Linked DNA regions of Lactuca sativa: region 2 is linked to region 1. A link is a contact called in public Hi-C data. All regions are on one chromosome and are shown on one strand. Each heading gives the region's core, a stretch centred on a gene start, on an enhancer-like site or on the middle of the called end of the contact. The rest is flanking DNA. Distances are from core to core; before and after follow the strand shown. Region 1 holds the start of LOC111876589 (heavy metal-associated isoprenylated plant protein 33). Region 2 holds the start of LOC111876588 (probable E3 ubiquitin-protein ligase LUL4).

What was found. Hi-C and Micro-C count contacts between places; a contact is called where the count stands out from the background.
Region 2: a Hi-C map of leaf shows a contact between it and region 1, with 6 times the contacts expected there. The contact joins the promoter of LOC111876588 here to the promoter of LOC111876589 in region 1. A contact is called at or near these places in 2 of 4 Hi-C or Micro-C datasets (leaf and seed).

What each region holds. Positions count from the first base shown.
Region 1 is chr5:195,073,088-195,079,022 of Lsat_Salinas_v11, reverse strand. LOC111876589 (heavy metal-associated isoprenylated plant protein 33) reads right to left here and starts at 3,349. Exons shown (of 3, transcript XM_023873142.3): 1 at 2,817-3,349; 2 at 2,361-2,436; 3 at 140-2,256. The coding sequence starts at 2,846. The coding sequence ends at 554.
Region 2 is chr5:195,545,142-195,551,076 of Lsat_Salinas_v11, reverse strand. It overlaps LOC111876588 (probable E3 ubiquitin-protein ligase LUL4), which reads left to right and starts at 2,605. Exons shown (of 3, transcript XM_023873141.3): 1 at 2,605-3,219; 2 at 5,095-5,623. The coding sequence starts at 2,750.

The DNA of each region.
Region 1 (5,935 bases), core at 2,100-4,599:
TTTCAACCACATTTACTAATAACTAATTGCTACTTTGAATTGTTTTCAAATTTAAGATCGAAATAACTAGATTGATGCCCAATATCAGAAAAGAAAACCAATAATTTAATAACAATCACTTCAAAAAACAAACTTAAAATGGGGAAGAAATGGGGGAAACTTTCTTTTGTTTCTTAAAACCCCCAATCTCATTTTTATATTATTTCTGTTTTTTTTTTCAACATATGAACACATATAAACATCAAGCTCATAATCCATCATCATAACCATGATCATCATCATCATCATCCCCCACTCACTAGTGTCACTAACATCTCATTCTTCCCCTAAGCTTTGATAAAATATTATCATCTATATATTACTCCCCTAAGATCATAATTTAAAAAACCCTAATCCATCTTCAGGATCAAGTAAAAGTAAAACAAAAGGGAAACAACTAAAGCTAAAGAAAACCCCATCTCTCTTGGTCCTGCTTGATGGAATCTAGTGGTGGCGGAGCCGCCATGCCACCACCATCCACCGCCACCCACCGCCATCCGCCTGAGGTTTCTTCTCACATGATGCTGCAACTTGAGGTATTTTCATCACTGAAGTAGTGTGTGATAGGGTCACCCTGTGGTGGGTGGGGGTAGGGGTAGGGTGGGTAAGGTTGATATGGTGGTGGCTGCATATAGTTGACCGCCGGTGGTGGCCGGGCATACATCATTGGGTGGAATCTTTCATTACCGTTCGGGTTTTGCTGATTCATCATTGCCGCCATTTGTTGCTGGTAATAAGGGTTATTAGCCATGGATTCGGGTGCACCACCTTGGAAATATCCACCAGCACCGGCGGCACCACCGCCGCCACTGCCACCGTGCATTCCAGCACCAGCTGGAAGTCCTTGAACAGCTTGCATGTTACCCATATGACCCATGGATGCATTCATTTGACCCATTTGACCCATTTGATTCCCCATCTGTTGTTGACCCATTCGAGGACCCATCTGACTGTTCATAGGCATGTTTCCCATGAGCCCCACATTACCCCCACCACCACTCATCGCCATCATGTTTGGCATGCCATGTATTCCATCATTCATCCCACCTTTCTTACCTCCATTAACGTTCATGTTCATGTTGCCACCACCACCACCACCGCCGCCGCCGCCGCCGCCGCCGCCTCCACCCCCACCGCCTTGGCCACCACCACCATTATTCTTATTTTGACCGCCACCACCATTCTTATTTTGACCATCTTGAGGAGGTCCACCATTTTTACCACCATTCTTACCTCCTCCGCCACTCTGATTTTGGTTTCCACCATTGTTTCCGGCACCACCTTTCTTTCCACCACCATTCATCTGTACAGGAACATTACCACCACCACCACCACCACCACCTCCTCCTCCTCCTCCACCTTTCTTTCCACCACCGCCGTTATTACCCATCTGGGGAGCCGGAGCACCTTTCATCTGCTGCTGAGGTGGCATCTGACCACCCTTCATTTGCTGCTGTGGCATCGGACCACCACCTTTCATGAGATGCGGTGGTATTTGTCCGTTCTTCATATTCATAAACTGTGGCGGAATCTGCCCACTTTTCATGAGCTGTGGTAACATATTAGCCATCTGACCTTGAGGACCTCCGCCACCCATCATCACCGGTTTCTTCACAGGAACGTCATCCAAATCATCATCAAACTCATCATCATCATCATAATCATCATCAAACTCATCATCTTCATCATCGTAATCATCTTCACTCCCATCATCCTCAATAACTTTCACATTCTTCTGTGCATTCTTTCCGCCGCCGCCACCACCACCACCTCCGGGGTTGTTACCAAAAGGGGGCATTTTCATGTCCTTAAATTGGGGATGCATCTTCAGATCTTGAAACCCTTTCATTTGTTGAAGCTGTTGAAACTGTTGAAGTTGTTGTGGCGTCGGACCACCGCCTTGCTGCGGTGGTTGCTGGTGGCCTCCTCCTTTACCTTGCTGCTGCTGATTATTATTGTTATTATTGTTTCCACCGCCTTTCTGCCCCTGGTTTTTGTTATTTCCGGCACCACCGCCACCACCACCGCCTTTACCACCGTCAATCTGCATGTTCTTAAATTGATTGTTGATCTGTGGATTTGGCTTCGTCGTCGGAGCACCCCAAACCTCCGCAAGCTTTCCGCTTTTAGCAAGCCTCTTGATGAGTGTGTCTGGATCAACATCTCCCGATACTGTCACCTTCCCCTGTTCTGGATCTATTTTGATGGTGTAAACTCCTGCTCACCAAAGTAAAATTAAACCAACAAAAACATCAAATAACCATAACCCAATTCAGATTCAACATTAAAATCATTAAATTTACAGGATTTAATCAAAATACCCTCGATTTTCTGAAGGATTTTCTTCACTTTTCGCTTGCAGCCATCACAGTGGATGTTCACTTTCAGAGAGGTAGTCTGCATGGACAAACAAACAAGCAAACAATGGCTTGATGAAATAAACAAGAGTGAAGTTCAAGATTCAAAACACCATTGAATTGAAGAAGAAATTTTACTGAAATCCGACAAAAAGAAAAAGGGGAAAGAGGCATCTTTTGTTTGTATACATTTTAATTGAAATTAATTGTGAACAGACTGTTTGGTGAGAGAAAGAGAGAGAGATAGAGTTGAAAATCAACGCAAATGTAAAAGCGAGTCTGAAGATTTTTGAGTTCAAAACACGCAAAGCATTGAAAGAAGCAATATACAGATATTCATAAACAAATTCGTATAATAAAAACACACTTTTTTCTTCACACACTAACAAATTTAAGAAGGTTATGTTATTATGTATGTACCTGAATCTTCACGAACTCTTCTTTACTCATATTTTGAGGTTAAAACAAACAAAATCCAGAAAGAAAAGAGAAAAGAAAAATGTAAAACGAAACTGAGGAAATGTGATTGTGGGTTTTACAGATCTGAAGTGACAAGAAACAAAAAAGAAACAGAAAAGGGAAGAACAATCAAGAATTTGTTGTGAAAATTAAGGAAGCTAAAAATGGAGATATTTTAGTTTCTTTGATTTGAGTGAAATGAGGAAGAGAGAAGCCAAAAGGGTTCTTCTGGTTATACAACAAAGAGAACTTTGACAACAAGATTCAGAGGCGGTGGGTAGACATTAAAAAACCTCTCTCTGTGGTTTTCCTATTTCAGAGATGGAGATGATGCACAGAGACCTTTCTCTCTCTCTCTCTATCTCTATCTCTCACTGGGTTTTTTTAGGTTTATTTATTTGAGTTTTCTTTTCAATGGGTTTTATTTATAGTAAATTAGCGGCTAAGCCGGCTATTGTAAATGGCTCGGCTATGGCTCACTCTCTTTTTTGATGAATTCACATTATCTTATTTTGCTAAATATATGAAACATGGTAATCCATCACCAGATTTGAAAGTACTTAAATGTCAGATCCCTTTCCCCAAAATTATGAAATTTATCTCGCTGGATTTCATTATGAAATTTTGAATAATCGGAATTAGATGATTTATTGTAGTGGTATTCTCACTAAAACTGGCTATTAAAGTTGGTAGTGGGTACTTACAAAATACCAAAAATAATTTTTTGTGACATACAATAAAACAGCAATAATGTCCTTTGCGAGAATCATTTTTTTCAGAGGTACAACAGTTAAAACTTGCTATGTCATCGTCGGTAATAAATGAAGTTTGTGATAAGAATTATGTCATGTGTTAATTTTGTTTATTCTCTATTTGCAATTGTGTATTCGTAAGTATATATATATATATTTTTTCTCAAAGCATTAAGAAATTAAGAACGTTTATAGCTTGAGGCACATACTTTGATATTTTTGTTTACTTGAGGGGTTGGAGATTTTAGGATTTGTTGCATATATATATGAAATTTGCAATGTAACTCTTGGCCTTGTTTGATTTTGTGGTTATTGATCTATTATCTTGATTTGATTGTGTTTTCATATATTAACTCATAAGTGTGTAGTGACCAATGTTTAAAATCCAGTAGATAACTTGTTGACTAATATTCAAATTATGTTATCCTGACATTACTCAGCACTTACGATTGTGACATAGTTTCATGTTTACAACAGAAAATTAGTAGGTACACAAAAGCTATTCCGAAATCCTTGTTAGGGAAATTCCGTTTGCAAAAAATAATACCTATAAACAAGGTTTAAGTCCGGTAGTAAAAAAAGCAATTCAAACGATAAAATACATGGTATGACATTTAAAACAAAGTCCAAAAAGAAACTTAGAATGACATGAGGAGCATGATTTCACGTCAACATGGTTATCTATACTATATATTATTATAAGTATTTTGAATTAATCAACACTTATCAAGAGTTATTTTGGTTAGTTTGTTGATACAAAAGTTGGTTTTTTAATTCAATATTGTTATGGATTATTTTTATGGCATTCGCATTTTATGTAGTTATTGAGATTAAATACAGGGTTAATGTCATTTTAGTTCTATGAATTTTTTTCATTTGCTTTAAAATGTTACTAAATTTTTTTTTCATTGAAAAGAAATAAAGTCCAATTTAAAATGTTTAAAAAACCATTTTTGATGAAACAATCGGGTAAGCTGGTTGTTTGTAGGCCACACAGCTTAAATAAAATGTCATGTAATCTTTTAGGTTTAATTTTATACTGAATGAAAACTAAAAGGAAAAATAAAAAAATAATCCCCCTCCCCAACCAGACAGTGCCTACGTTCCCATCTTCTTCTTTGATTCTGACAATAGAAGAGTTGTAGATATGGGAAGATTCAATTGGATCAAAAGGAGCTGACAATTCATGTATGGAGTAGCGAACACAATAAAAACAATAGCTAAAAAGTTGTTGAATTTGCACCTGAGAGCCAAAATGCAACGAATATACCGCCTGAGCACTTCCGAGGCATGTAGAGTTATCGACGCTCTACGGTGGAACACGATGGTCAAATCTGTCGACCTAAAATCGATTACATTTCGAGGAAGAAGAACGAAGATAGGGAGGGATGGATTGATAGTGATCTTGCAGATGATTAACACTAATCAAAGTGTAACGAGATTAGGGATATTTGAATATCATAGTTTATGACCACAAGATATAATTAGAATTTTTAAGAACTTTGGGATAAATGCTAGTTTGAAGTGTTTTTCATTGCAAAGTTGTAAAGGGGTTTATGGTGATTTAGTGTTGAAGACGATAATGGAGACTTTACAGGTAAATCATTGGAAGAAGAGTTTAAACTGAGCAACACAATTCCAAACAGCACCAATAAACATGTTCATGTCTTTATAATTAGGGATTTGAATATGTCTTTCACCATTTTCATTAATTGAAGAACGAATAGAAAAACAGATTTGAAGTGAACAGGTAAAAACGAGAGTTGGTGGGTAAGGTGTTTCTCCACATGAGTAGCTCCTATTATGTGTAGCACTTTAACTTCTTACACCGATATAGGGATTCAATTAACATGTAAAAAACGATTTTATTCCCTTAGAGTTTAAAAAAAGAAATAAATAAATAAATAAATAAAAACCTTGAGCAGCCTTTTAAAATAAATAGAAAAGTTTGTTGCGTTAAAATGACATTAACCCATTAAATACACATTTACTTTTCACAGATGGTGGTGAGGTTTCATTTTCATGGGTTGTTTGTATCACAAATTGAATGTTAAGAAACATAATTTTACAATTTTTTTTCATAAAAGTTTGTTTTATATCTAGGGGTGTGCTCGGCAAAACTAACTGGAAAGTGGGAAGCGGATAGCTGGTAGTCGGTAGCGTCTGGTTAAAAGCTACGTGAGATAACTTTTAGATTTGAAACATTTTGTTTAAACTAAACGTTAGAATCTTGTAATGTTAAACAATGTTTTTTGTTCAAAACAGAGTGTTTTGTTGAACTCTAAAATCTAGAAACTCTCAAATATTTCGTACCAAACATGCCTAAAA
Region 2 (5,935 bases), core at 1,356-3,855, 470 kb before region 1:
TTGTTTCTTACCCTCTTTATATATTTGCGTAGCTCTTTCCTAGAACTACAACTTTCCTTTAGGTTGCATCATCTAATTTTTACTTTCATTTTTAACCCACATTTTTATATTTTATAAAAATCGTATCTCCTCCATACAACTTCCATTTTTGCCTTCTTTCTTCTCAAGTTCTTATCTCATGTTTTACTACAAATTTCATTTTTGTAGTGTTAGCCAAAAAGTCAACTGTTATCTGTTTGCTATTTTTGACGTCAATAGCGTTATTAATGTGGTTGGTTTCTATTCGTCATAATAGTAACTCTTCTAATCAAAGTTAGATTTTATCGACGCTTTTAATTTTTGGGATCATTAGGTCGCGTATTTTCCAAATATGCTAACCATTTTAAAATTTTGATTACATTATTCTCAACTCAACTGTCCCTATTGTCCTTCAATATGGGAAGTTTTTGTTTTTATAAGTCGAACTTAACTCCTAGTAACAATTAATGATGGGAAATTCTCAATTGTTACAAAGCAACATGCAATGTCTCTTGTTGAAGGTACCATAGTGGAAAATTATGCAAAGTTGTGGTCCTATGGAGAGGAGATAAGAAGGTCTAATCCAGGGTCAACAATCAAGTTGTCTGTGAACTCTATGCCAGATGGGAAAACTTACTTTAGCAGGATATATATGTTTTGATGCACTAAAGCAGGGTTGGAGAATTGGTTATAGAAGGATTATAAACTTGGATGAGTGTTTTTTTAAAGGAATGTGTACTGGTCAGTTATTATGTGTTGTTGGGAGGGATGGAAACAATAGCTTGGGTTGTGGTTTGTGTTGAAAATAAAGACAATTGGAAATGGTTTTTAGAAAATCTGCAAGAAGATCTGCATCTTGAAGTTGGGTATGGTGGGACATTGATGTCAGATCTGCATCTTGAAGTTGGGTATGGTAGGACATTGATGTCAGCATAAGGTATGTTTGCGTTCATTATGTCATGCTTTATGTGTTACAATTATAAACACCTTTGAAACAAGAAACTTAGAGACTCATATGATGTTGATTTGGAAAAGAAAACATATACTTGTAGGATATGGAAACTGAATAGGTATGGTTGTGTACATTCATTGGCAGCCATTTCTTATGTAATTGGAAATGTAGAGGCATTTGTTGATCCTTTATACCGTGTTTGCATATATATATATATATATATATATATATATATATATATATATATATATATATATATATATATATATATATATATATATATATATATATATATGAACACCTACAAGTACTCAATAGGAAGCATGAATAAGAGTGCAATGTGGCCCCCAACAAACTACATAACACCATTGGCACCATTGAAAACAGTTGGTACTACGACAACATTAGTATATATTAACTGACATCATATGAAAACATTGGTTAATAGCAAGTTGATTTCATTTCCTTCATCAAAGTGACCATACATTACAAATGAGGTTATCGTGTTACCACCCCCCCCCCCCCCCCCCCCCCCCCTAAAAAAATAGATGGTTATGAAAACCCTAACATCGTCAAAAGTCACCACTGATCCAAATAACCAACAAACATCACCTAAAACACATAATCACCAACAACAAAACATACCCTAATACATACATATTATACTAGCAGATGGAGAAGTTAGACAAAAACAAACAACAACCTTCGACAACCCAAAAAACCCAAAAACAAAATGCTAAAATCGCCATCGTGCTACCTACCGACATAACTACACCCACCAAAATCCCCACCCAGAGCATTCAACACAACAACAAACCCCGATCATCGACACCACTAGAACTTCAACAACAGCTATCACAGTCACAATCTTTTTCAAGTAACTTATTTCCTCCCTAAACTCGCCTAGCTGTTGTCGTAGGTCATCTCTCATTTCCTCAATTTTCACTTGCGTTTGCATGACGTGAAGCTCGTAGTCAGTTGGCATGTCTAGGTCCGATACTCTGAAACCACCATAAGAGAAGCTTTGTTCTGATGCCATCTTCTTGATTTATAGCAGCCAAAAGGGGAAAAAATCGAAATTTGTTGTATTAACCAAATAATACGATTAGGTTAACAAAGTGGGTGGGGAACACTCATTTAGGGTACCCTTCAATTTATAATGGGGGACCATAGGGGTGACTTGGCAAAATTGGGGACCAAGATTGAAACAGTACTAATCGATTCACGTTCCACTGTAGAGACCACGACACCATAATATCATTTAAACATTTTACAATCGGTAAAATGACATTATTAAACGGTCATGTGAGAGTTAATTCCCTTAATGTGCAAATAAAAAGTTTAGTGGTCTTTTAAAACAAACTCTACAAGTTTGATGAACTAATATGGTATTTGCCTCTACTAACACAAATTTGACGAGCTAATATGATATTTGGGCCACTGAAATTAACTTAATACGATCTGATTGTTCAATTTGCTATGACAAATTTGATGAGCTAATATGATATTTGGGCCACTAAAATTAACATAATACGATCTGATTGTTCAATTTGCTATGGAAAAGAGGTAGGAGGGATAATGACAAGGGATAAAGTCAAAAACCTCTTGGAAATGTCGTTTCTAAACCGTGTCTGACAAAATCAACCCTGTTGTAGTCGTAAATTAGAACCTTCCATTCTCGTCAAACCAAAACCAGATCTGTTTCTCCTCTAGACTTTCCTCCCTTAACGCACCTTTAGATTTCCTATCCCAATCTCCCCCAGTTTTGCAGAAAGATCGATGGGTTTATCATTAAGCAGCAACAGAAGAAGAAACAACCATTATCACCATCAACACCCACCTTCTGCCGACCCTTATTCTGCACCACAATATATTTACTCTGCTCCACAACCGCCACTACCACCGCCACCGCCGCCACCACCGGCACTCCCACTGCCTACGCCCCCAGTGTTCCACCCCTACGATGCCAGTAATTACCCTAATAACGCCTTGAATGTTAGGCCCAATTTTTGGTCTTATAGTCAACAGCAAGCAAATTACAATTATGGGTGGGCGCCACAAATGCGTCTACCTTCGATGATGCCGGCTCCACCACCTCAGCCTCCGCCAGCGTATGTCGAGCATCAGCAGGCAAAGAAAGTTAAGAGTCATGTTAACGTGCATAAGGATACATTGAAGGTTGAAATCGATGAGGAGAATCCTGATTGTCATTTAGTTTCCTTCGTGTTTGATGCGATGTTTGATGGAAGGTTAGTAATCTGTGTAAATTTGTTACTACTTTACTGTGTATTCTACATATAGCTTATGTATGCGAATGATCATATGCATTATCTTTTACATTTGATGAACAATTGTGTTAGAAACTTTGATACAACCAATAACAGGATCGTATCACTTTTAGGCCTAATTTGGGTAGAATTGTGCAATTGAGGAATGTATTGGGCATGCTTATTATCATACTATAATAGAGTGGAATGAGTGATTATCGCTAGCTGAATTGGCCTATATATTGAACATAGACTGTTCACTTGTTCATAAGTTGGTTTATTGCTAGTTTGTTCCATTTACTGTTTTTATTGAGTCCCTAATAGCACCTCACTAGAATACAGATAACTAAACCCATAGCACATGTCCAATAATCTTGAACATAATCATGTTATCTACTTGTGTTTGTGTGAAAATAATCAAGATATTCATACCCAATGTATAGTAAATACAGTAAATAATCTGTAATGGTGAATATTCCACTCTCTAGATATTTATATTAGAAATTAAATTATTCAACTGTTTAGATATATTCATGTTATCTACCTTACACTACACTGAACTAAACTAGGGATCTGTTTCTTCTTTTCTCAGATAAATGATGTTTAAGAAAAAGTTAAGTTGTGCCCAACACACTAATGGAAATGAAAGGAGAAATTAAATGAGGGCAAATTTGTAAAATTTTAGGACTCTCTCAAGTCTCAAGGGGACAAAAAGTGTAGGTATCTTGAGATAGAGTTTCAACACAATTCTATGCTAGCAAAATTTTATCATGATAGGTTGTTTTTACTTTTTCGTGCCTTAAATTATAAGAGTAATTTGGGTAATGCTGACTTTTCAAAACATTAATTGAATGATAATCAAAACAATAACTTATTTATCTATCTAAGTAAAATCTAGTTTAAAGATGTTATAGAACCTTGCAAATCCTGCTAGGTTTTCAGAATTAGGATTAGTTCAGAAACTAATATTAAGATATCATTTAACCCTAATTATATATATATATATATATATATATATATATATATATATATATATATATATATATATATCTAACAAATAACACTAGGCATAATCCACTATGAAACAATATGATTTGCTTAGATTGAGCCTTTTCAACTATTTACTGAATGAGTCATCATTGTTTTGTTTTGTAATTCTTTTCAAATGGATAAAGATATATTCATACATTAGTATCTTGACGTTAATCTACATTAAGTGAACTCTTGAAATTATTGACTCAGATTTTAGGGTCTTTCTGATTGAAGCTGCACATGGTTATAGAAATGTATTTTTTTTTCTTTGTGATCTTTGAGAGTTAATCTGTTAGTTTTGCTATTATATATTGCCAAATTCAACAAATATCTTCATACTTTCATGGATTTTTGGCTTCAACAAGATTAATGTCAAATGTACAAAAACACACATTTTTTTTGTCTCGCTCAAAAAGGTGGGATAGGGACTCACACTTGATCTCTCATCATGCAAAAGACGTAATTGCCCTCATCCTCATCATGGAAAAAGTACACCGTGTGTATTGATTTTTATTTTGCATCCCATTTACAAAACACACCACATTTACCCTTCTCAAGAGAAGGAATAAGTATGCATTCTGATTTCATAAATTTCTATGCAAAAATCTAATATTTCATGAAAAAGTAGACGACGAGGGTAAAAATGACTAAAATACCCTCATGTAAAATCTAAGTGACACGGGTTAACAGCCCTCAGTTAGCAAAATCCATTTTAGGGACCATAAACTTGCATTCTTTTCTTGGATAATCTGTGTAATTAACTCTTTTATGAACTTATAAATAAACTAATTATGTTTTTCCTTTTTTGTCCTTGATGTCTAACAGCATGACAATCTATTACTTTGCAAAAGAAGAGTCCGAATGCAAGTTTTCCCCATTATACCCCGAAGCATTTCTTCCTGTAAAAGTCCCATTCTCAAAGGGCCCTGGACAAAAATTCAGGCAACCACCAGGGACTGGAATTGACTTGGGATTCTTTGAGTTGGATTCCCTTTCAAAACCATCATCCGGGGAATCCATATTTCCACTTGTAATATGTGCAGAGACGATTTTACCCTTGTTATCTCCCAATCAACATCTTTATGATCCCTTACCAACTACTACTACCCCTACCCCTACCCCTCACATGCAAATCACACAAGCTGTTTTGGAAAAGAATAATGGGGATGGTTTTAAAGTTAAAGTGATAAGACAGATTTTGTGGATTGATGGAATTCGTTATGAGTTGCGTGAAATCTACGGAATTGGAATTGGACATTCCGATGAGAGTTTTGATAATACGGGGTCTGGAGATGAATGTGTTATATGTATGACAGAACCTAAGGATACTGCTGTTCTTCCATGTCGGCATATGGTAAGTTCTTGTTGGATTAATTCCCAAAATAATAGGACTTTTTTGTTAAAAAAAAGAAATTAGGACTTTATCAAAAAATTTCCCAATATAATGAGACTTTTCTGCATAAAACCCTACAATCAATTTGGATATGATTAAATTTTACATACTTTCTATATTGCTTTGATGATGAGAGTAGATAGATAAAGCATATGACTCTTAATGACTAATAAAGGATATGCATACACAATGTATATTTATTCTTTCTAAATACAAGAAATAACAAAATAATTTGATTTGTTTGTAGTATAGCATCCTACTTCCATTTATTTC